Linked DNA regions of Mus musculus: region 2 is linked to region 1. A link is a contact called in public HiChIP or PLAC-seq data. All regions are on one chromosome and are shown on one strand. Each heading gives the region's core, a stretch centred on a gene start, on an enhancer-like site or on the middle of the called end of the contact. The rest is flanking DNA. Distances are from core to core; before and after follow the strand shown. Region 1 has its middle 83 kb from the start of Mir7025. Region 2 has its middle 130 kb from the start of Gm32727.

Region 1 (3,722 bases), core at 1,101-3,600:
GACTGAGTGGAAGAGTTGCCTGCCCAAGCCCATCGTGAGTGTGACAGCGAGGATCCAGTGATAAGTGAGCCATGATACTTGGGAGAGAACCTGGGGATGCAGAAGGACATAGGCCGAGTTAGTTCTGCTCACACTGAGAAGACCACCTGTGAAGAATGCTTTGGGAGAAGTAGGTTGGAACTGCTCTAAACAGGAGCCTCAAGACAAGAATGTGTCTGGAGGATCCGAGTAGCAACCAGAGGCCATGTTGGCTGGGTGTGAGACAGGGAGAAGAGCAGGTAAATGTCTGACCAAAGATGGTGCGGGGTGGGACTGTGTGCAGGCTGTGGGAAGCTGTGCTTCTTTCCACACAAGATAGGAAGCAGTAGGAGTGCCTTGGGGAGAGAAGTGACCTGATCTGCCTTGTTCAACCTCACAGCCAGCTGCTATGTGGGCAATAGCTGAGGCGACAAGGGAAGAACAGCTCAGGGGGTGGGGTGGAGGGGGCAGTGATGGCGCACGCCTTTAATCCCAGTACTGGGGAGGTAGAGGAGGGTGCATCTCTGTGTTTTTGAGGCCAGCCTGGTTTAACAGAAGTAGGACATCCAGGGCTACAGAGAAACCCTACCTCAAAAAACCAAAAAGCCAAAACCACAACCAACCAACCAACCAACCAACCAACCAACCAACCAACCAACCACCACTACCACCACCACAACACAGAACAAACCAAAACCAACAAAACAAAAGAAAGAATATCTGTGCTGGGATCTAGGGACCACTGAGGGACTCAGCTGAGGGACAGTTTGGATGGGGACCAGTTTCCCTCACTGGAAGCACTGACATTGGGGATGACATGGTGATGGTGGGGCCTGTTCCGTGGAAGCATTGGCCTTGTGGATGATTCTCCATGGTGACGGTGGGGCCTCTACCATATGTATACCTCAGGATGCTTCTCAGCATCCCATCAGTGGGCATTGATCCACTAATGTCCATTGCATTCTTTCAGTGTGATAGCCCAGAGTGTCATAGTTAAAGGGACTTTAGGCAGCTGCAATGTGAGCCACTGGCGTCTGGCAGGCCTTGACCTTCTCCCCAGTTCCCTCTGCCTTGCTAAAAACTGTTAGATTACATTTCTAAAGCTACTCACCAAGGTCTATTCTCTTTATTTGGCCAAATCCTCCTCTTGAGGCTGGCTATCAGGGTCCAGCCATTAAAGTATTGAAGTCCAGCAATCAAAAGCCCCCTTTGGCTCACCTAATCAACATTCACAGTTAAAATTAAACTCCTCATCCTAACAGAGGGTTTCTCCCTTTATCTTTATAAACCATCATTTCCTTATGCCCTGAGTCTGTCTCCTTCCATCCAGGCACAGTCCTTTTTCCTCCAGGACAAATGCCCCTCCCCCTCTCCCCTTCCTCTCTCTCCTTTGTTCCCTTCCCCTTCTTTCTCTTTTTCTATTTCCTGTCCTTTATCCCTGCCTTCTGTCCCTTTGGGGTAGATAAACCTCCTTTGTGCTGAGAACATGGTCTTGGGGTGTTTTGAGCTGACTCTGAGGTTCCCTACAGTAATAACAAGGCAGGAAACAATCCGATTTAGGGTGCGCTGAGATTATAGGTTGGGAGTTAAGGAGGAGTCAAAGAACATGCCAAGGCTTTTGGTTTAAGTGACCAGATGGAGCCGCCATTGACAGAATAGGGAAGAAAAGGCTGGAGATCACCGGAGAGGTCTACAGTGGCGTTAAATACATGCCTTATGTGTTGTTCCATAATTTTAGAGATTGCAAAAAAGGAGCTGGTGCTGAGGTCATGGGGGCATAGATATGTATAAGTGGCTACAGACAGTGATAGTATTGCCAGGGGTTCTGGCACCCCAACAAATATATTCCAGACAGTCATGTCTTCTCGGGTTTTGAGACTAGTGTTAAGAGTACCTTATTGTGAGGGTTGAGGGTTAGTTAGTATGCTGAACTCCTTAAATACAGAGGTCGCCACGAGGTCTCCAGGCCTTTGAAACCAAGGCATTATTGTATCAGGGCAATATCTCTGATCTCACAGCCTTGAGCCTTGAAATCTGCATTGAGTTATTTATTATCGCATATCTGTTTTATCCAGTGTTTAGTTTCACCCCACCGAAGAGGAAGCCATGGTTTGGAGAAGAACCTGGCTCTTGAATGATTGTGGATCTGATTTAAAGAGCTGAAAAGAACATTCTCTCCTTGGTGGGGGAAGTGGGGAGGGATCCATTGTGTTTTACCTCCAGCCTTTGGCTGCAGCCTGGAGTTGGAAAGCACTCTGCTGAAGCACAGCTATAGATAGAACGCTCGCCTCGCATCTGCCTGGAGGTATAAACAGCCGCAGGAAGTTTGGAAAGCTGAGCCTGTGCTAGCGCTTTCCCCGCTACAGATTCTGTCGCCGCTCCACACAGGGTGTGCTGCTCACTGTTTGGTGTGTGGCTTCTGCAGCTCCTTCTCTCCCAAATCTCAGCAGAAGCTCCCGCAATGCACTGCTGAAGAGACAGAGAAAACCAAACCCAACCAAGACTCGTGCCTGCCTTTTAACAGGCTAGACACTCTCTCTTTCTCCTCGTCCCCTCTCTAGACAAGATCTCTTTATCTGCCATTCCCATGTGCTCATGTTTTTAATACTTACTCCCTGGCATATGGGGCTCTTTTTTATTATTTTGAGACAAGGTCTCTTGTACCCCAAGCTGGCCTTGATCTTGCCACGTAGCACAATCTGATCATGAACTCCTGGTTCTTTTTCCTCCATTTCTCAAGTTCAAGATTACAGGCATGGACCACTATGGTGAGACATCATAGGTTTAATGTCTCAGGGTCTTGTGAATGTTAAGCAAGCACTCAACCACTTGAGCTATACCCCTAGCCATTGTGTTGGCATTTTGAAGGTGGTAGGGCCTTTAGGGTAGTGGCCCTCAACCTATGGGTTGTGACCCCTTTGGGAGTTGAACAACCCTATCACGTGAATTACCTAAGACAACTGGAAAACACAGATCTTTACATTCATTACAAATTATAGTTACAGAGTAGCAATGGAAATAATTTTATGATTGGGAGTTACAACATGAGGATCTGTACTAAATAAAGGGTCTCAGCATTAGGAAGGCCGAGCTCTGCTGCTTTAGGGATTCCGGCTTGACTGGCAGAAACAGCTCTCCAGGGGCAAGACTGTGAAAGCTATCCTACCCTTGGCTTTTATCTAGCTGATTCCTGTCTGAGCCATGTTGATGTCTGATCAGCTTCCTATTCCCGTTGCCATGGATACAGCTGCTCCAACATGCCTTCCTGCTGTGATGGACTGAGACCATGAGCCAAAACACACTGTCCTTGCTGCTGCCAGGTACTTTGATCACAAAAATGAAAACAACAACAACAACAACAACCTAGTATTCTCCATAGCTCATGTGCAGATCAGACTGGCCTTGAACTTCCAATGAGTCTGCCTTAGTCCCCTAAGTGCTGGGAAAACAGGTAACCATAACCATACCATTTCAATGTTAAAGAGAGTAAGCCTCACTATATCAAAATGAGGAGTGCAGGGAGAGTAGGGGTTGAGGGAGAAGGAGGAGGATGAGGAGGAAGAAGGGAGGGAGGGACGGACGGAGGGAGGGAGAGAGAGGGGGGAGACTCTGCCTTTAAATTAGTGAAGATTCCGGGGCTGAAGAGATGGCTCACAGGTTAAGATTGCTTGCTACTCCTGCAGAGGACTTGGGTTCAGTTCCCA
Region 2 (3,629 bases), core at 148-2,647, 590 kb after region 1:
GATTAATAGCTGAACAGATATGTCCTTCAGGAGTCTGCTCCTATATGTAGTAGTGACAGGACAGTGGGGTCCTGGACAGTGTGATGGTAGCCACAACAAGCTGGCCTCATCCCTACAATGTCCTCTAGAGACCAGGATTTCTTTTCACCTCCCATTATAGGCATTTGAAAAAGCAGAAACGGTTTCCCAGTGTGATCTGGGATCATCAAGTTTTCACGATCTCAGGTCACTTGTCCTCGCTGGTCTATCTCAGTCCACGCACTTCCCTCCCTGGGCCCCAGGGTTCTTACATGGCTGATCTATTACCTGTTCCTTTCAAACAGTCCGGGACTCACACTGTCCTTCCTGCCTCTGGTGCCCTGCCTCTGCGCCTCATTCGTACAGGCTTGCTCATGCAAAATGTGAAATGCCATATCTCATTTAACTATCAGAGAAGGGAGCTTGTCCTTCTCTTTATGTAATCTGTAGATTAGAAGAGAGAGAGACATTCGTGTTGTTCTAATTCAATGTGGTAGACATCTGAGAGAAAACCCGGGATATGTAGGAGCCAAGAGCAGAGACATCAACCATGCAGTTGCTCCCTGGAACTTTACTCTTTGGCAAGAGCTGGGTCAAGTTCTGGCCCCTTACTACCTAACACTCACTTCACATCCATCAGGAGAGATCAACTCCCTGAGTTTTAATATTCTATTAAATAATATTGAAGACCAGTTCCCTCCAGCTAGGCTTTGAGTTAAATAGATTGTGTGTGTGTGCTTGGCACTAGAAATAGAACCCAGGTGAGGCTGGACCCTAAGGACTCAGAAATACTAAGCAAGCCATCTCCTACTGAGCTACACTCCAGCCCGAAATCCATCATACATACTGCCCTATCACACCCTCCCAACACTCTCATAAGTTGGCACTCCTCACTTTTCATTCGCCACCGTGCTGAGCTGTCTTGCCCATCTGCCTATTTTCTTCTTAGCCCCCTCACCCTCAGAAACTCATTCCCATGTTTTATTTCTGTCCTTTCATTAGAACATGTAAGTTCCACCAGAACAAGGAAGGCTACCTCCTTTAAGCTAAGCTATCCATACATCCTTGAATCTTGGCTATATGGTACCCATTGAGTCTTCAATCAATACTTCTCAGATGAGTTAATTAATGAATGCAACAATTTATTTTATCTGTTGTGGCTGAGGTAAGATGTAAACCCAGACGTGTCACTCGGTGATTCCTTTTATGGCCCCCTCCTGTCCACCTTACTTCAGGGATTGTCTCCTTACTCCTGTCTCTGCTTTGTGGCTTTGAGGGCAATGACAACCATTGTCACAGTCATCGTTGCAGCCCCATCCCTCCAGCCTCTGTAGGGACATGCCTTGCTCCTCACTGCCCATATTTGCTGAGATGAATTGAATATGTTTCCATGACAACACTGGAGCAGGAGGAAGAATGCGAGGCCCTGTATGATTCCCCTACCCTCTCCATTGAGAACTGAATGACAGCTTGTGGGAGATTCCTCCTCACAACTCCTAGCATCGAGGTCCCAGAACCACTCCTGGTCAGAGATGGCTTTGTCAAAGAGGTACCACTCACTGATGCTAAAGTTGGCCAGGTCTCTGTGAGGTGATGTCACAATGTCAGCCTGAGTGAGTAAATCCTATAGATGGTTTCAGCACATTATCCACATGAAGACTGAGGTCCAAGTCATTGCATTTCTTAGAAGATCATAGGCTTTATGGCACAGTGACTTACTGGATCGCTTATATGGCCAGGGTTCCCTGCTAGTGTGAGCTAACCTGGGCATTCCAGTGAAAAGGCGGTGGATGTGTCTTTGTGGGAATGCTGCTGGTGCACAGGGGCTTCCTGTCTGCCTTGATCCTTGGCTTCTCACATCTCTCCTGTGAAAATCAAGGGAGCCTCACAAACTTCTGTCCTGTCCCCTTTCTCTGTGTCTATGGGGAGCTGCAGCAGCAAAAGTTTTCCTTGGAGCTGACACAAAATTGCCTGCTGTCATCGGAAAACCCAGAGGACCTAACGAGTCGGCAGCTGGGTACCACATCAGACTCTGGCCACCTGGTAGGCAAAGGACCTCCCGGAACAATAAGGGAAGAGAGGTGTGGTAGCATCATGGTCAGGGAGCCCTAAATTCCTCTTTCGGGGAACCAGCCATGGTGATGGGAGCCGCCTCTGCTCTCTCACTTTGCCGGGATCAGAAGAGGCAGACCCCATTTCTAAGCTGACAGAGAAAGCAGCAGCCATAGACTATGACCTCACAGCAGCTGGACGTCCCCTCCCTTCCTTGTGCAAGTCCTCTGTCACCTGAGTTTTCTGCATTAACACAGTTCCCAGAAGCCCTCACAGAACTGGCCTTTAAGAGAATAATTCTCAGATTCAGGTTCCAAGAAAGACTCAGAACCCACTTGAAAGAGGTCTACAGGCTGTTTCTGTAAAGGGCCAGATATATAGTCAGGCTGCATGGACCATAGCAGCTCTTGAAACTGTCCTCTCTGCACTTCCCATGCCATAACAGCCGCAGTGAAGGGCCAGACAAACGGAATGGCAGCTTTCTGGTAAATCATACAGACAAATGCTGTGAGCAGCTGGATTTGACCACGAGCTACAATTTGCCAACAGAGCACAGGCTTGTAAGTCAGAGACCTTTCCTCGCCACCTCTTTATCCCCAGGGTCTTTCCCAGGCGCATCCAGGGGGAGGTGTTGAAATGCTATTTGTGGAGATGCTCACCAGCTGATAGCAGGTCAAGAGAGTCAGACTTGTGATACCTTCTCAGAGACTACAGCATATGAAGAGGATCCTGTCCAGGGGCTGAGGACTCCAAAGCCAGGCCTCTGGCATCAAACCTGCCACCTCAGCTCCTCTAACCAAACAGATCCACAAATCCCCAAATCCCAGGTCATTGGGATCTCCTGGTCCCCTCTTGGGAAGCTCACAGGAAATAAAGTCTGAGGGTATAGGGTATCAGGAACAAGCAAGGAGCACACAGCCTGGCCACTCTTCACACTTTAGTACTTTCCTTATGTCCCCAACACTGTAGACAGCTACATGCTATTGTCATTTCACAGGGTGAGCTAGGGCCACTGCGCCGACCTCAGATGAGCTGTCAGAGCCCTTAAATGAGGGCTAGCTGTTCTTTTAAAAGCCAGCTCTGGAGAACTAAGTCCTAATTACCTTCTTTCATTTCTGACTGCAGTGGCAAATCCCTGGCAGTTACAGAGAAAGATCAATCTAGTAATGTCTTTCAAAACAGAAGAAGTCAAGACGGTGGCGATTTCGGCATGAATTCTAGGAGATCACAGCCACTGTTCTTCAACTGTGTTCTGACTCTTGGCCTGGCACACTAGAGGCTGGGATCCAAAGCCCCCTGTGGCATATACTCCCTTCAACTCCAGACATTTGGGGACTTTGCATTGGTCAGGATATACACGTTTATGCGGTGCTAACAGATTTCAAGTTGAGTCTGGTTCGTGTCACATGGCCAGTGTGGATTGACAGGCAAATTCTACTCTCTGAAGTTGTTGAGGGTTCTGGTTTATGTATGTTTCATCCAAGCATAGACCTTTTGAGTTATCTTGTTATGGGAAAGGGCATGGACGACCTTGTCCTGGCTTCTAAAGTCTCTCTGGG

Evidence for each region. HiChIP or PLAC-seq counts read pairs in DNA pulled down with a chosen protein or histone mark.
Region 2: a contact with region 1 is called in an H3K27ac HiChIP or PLAC-seq map of VIP interneurons, with 3 times the contacts expected there. The contact joins two enhancer-like sites. A contact is called at or near these places in 1 of 15 datasets of contacts at CTCF or cohesin (the NIH/3T3 cell line), 1 of 484 Hi-C or Micro-C datasets (the HPC-7 cell line), 5 of 115 datasets of contacts at active chromatin or transcription factors (VIP interneurons, bone marrow-derived macrophages, differentiating embryonic stem cells and 1 more) and 1 of 9 other capture datasets (embryonic stem cells).

What each region holds. Positions count from the first base shown.
Region 1 is chr5:75,258,146-75,261,867 of GRCm38.p6, forward strand. No RefSeq gene overlaps it. Among named protein-coding and RNA genes, the nearest start is that of Mir7025, 83 kb to the left of the region's middle. Within about 2 kb of position 2,351, at least 13 of the 459 cell types and tissues checked have an H3K27ac peak or open chromatin away from gene starts, as enhancers often do. A contact at or near this core is called in VIP interneurons, where this site is marked.
Region 2 is chr5:75,844,789-75,848,417 of GRCm38.p6, forward strand. No RefSeq gene overlaps it. Among named protein-coding and RNA genes, the nearest start is that of Gm32727, 130 kb to the right of the region's middle. Within about 2 kb of position 1,398, at least 5 of the 459 cell types and tissues checked have an H3K27ac peak or open chromatin away from gene starts, as enhancers often do. A contact at or near this core is called in VIP interneurons, where this site is marked.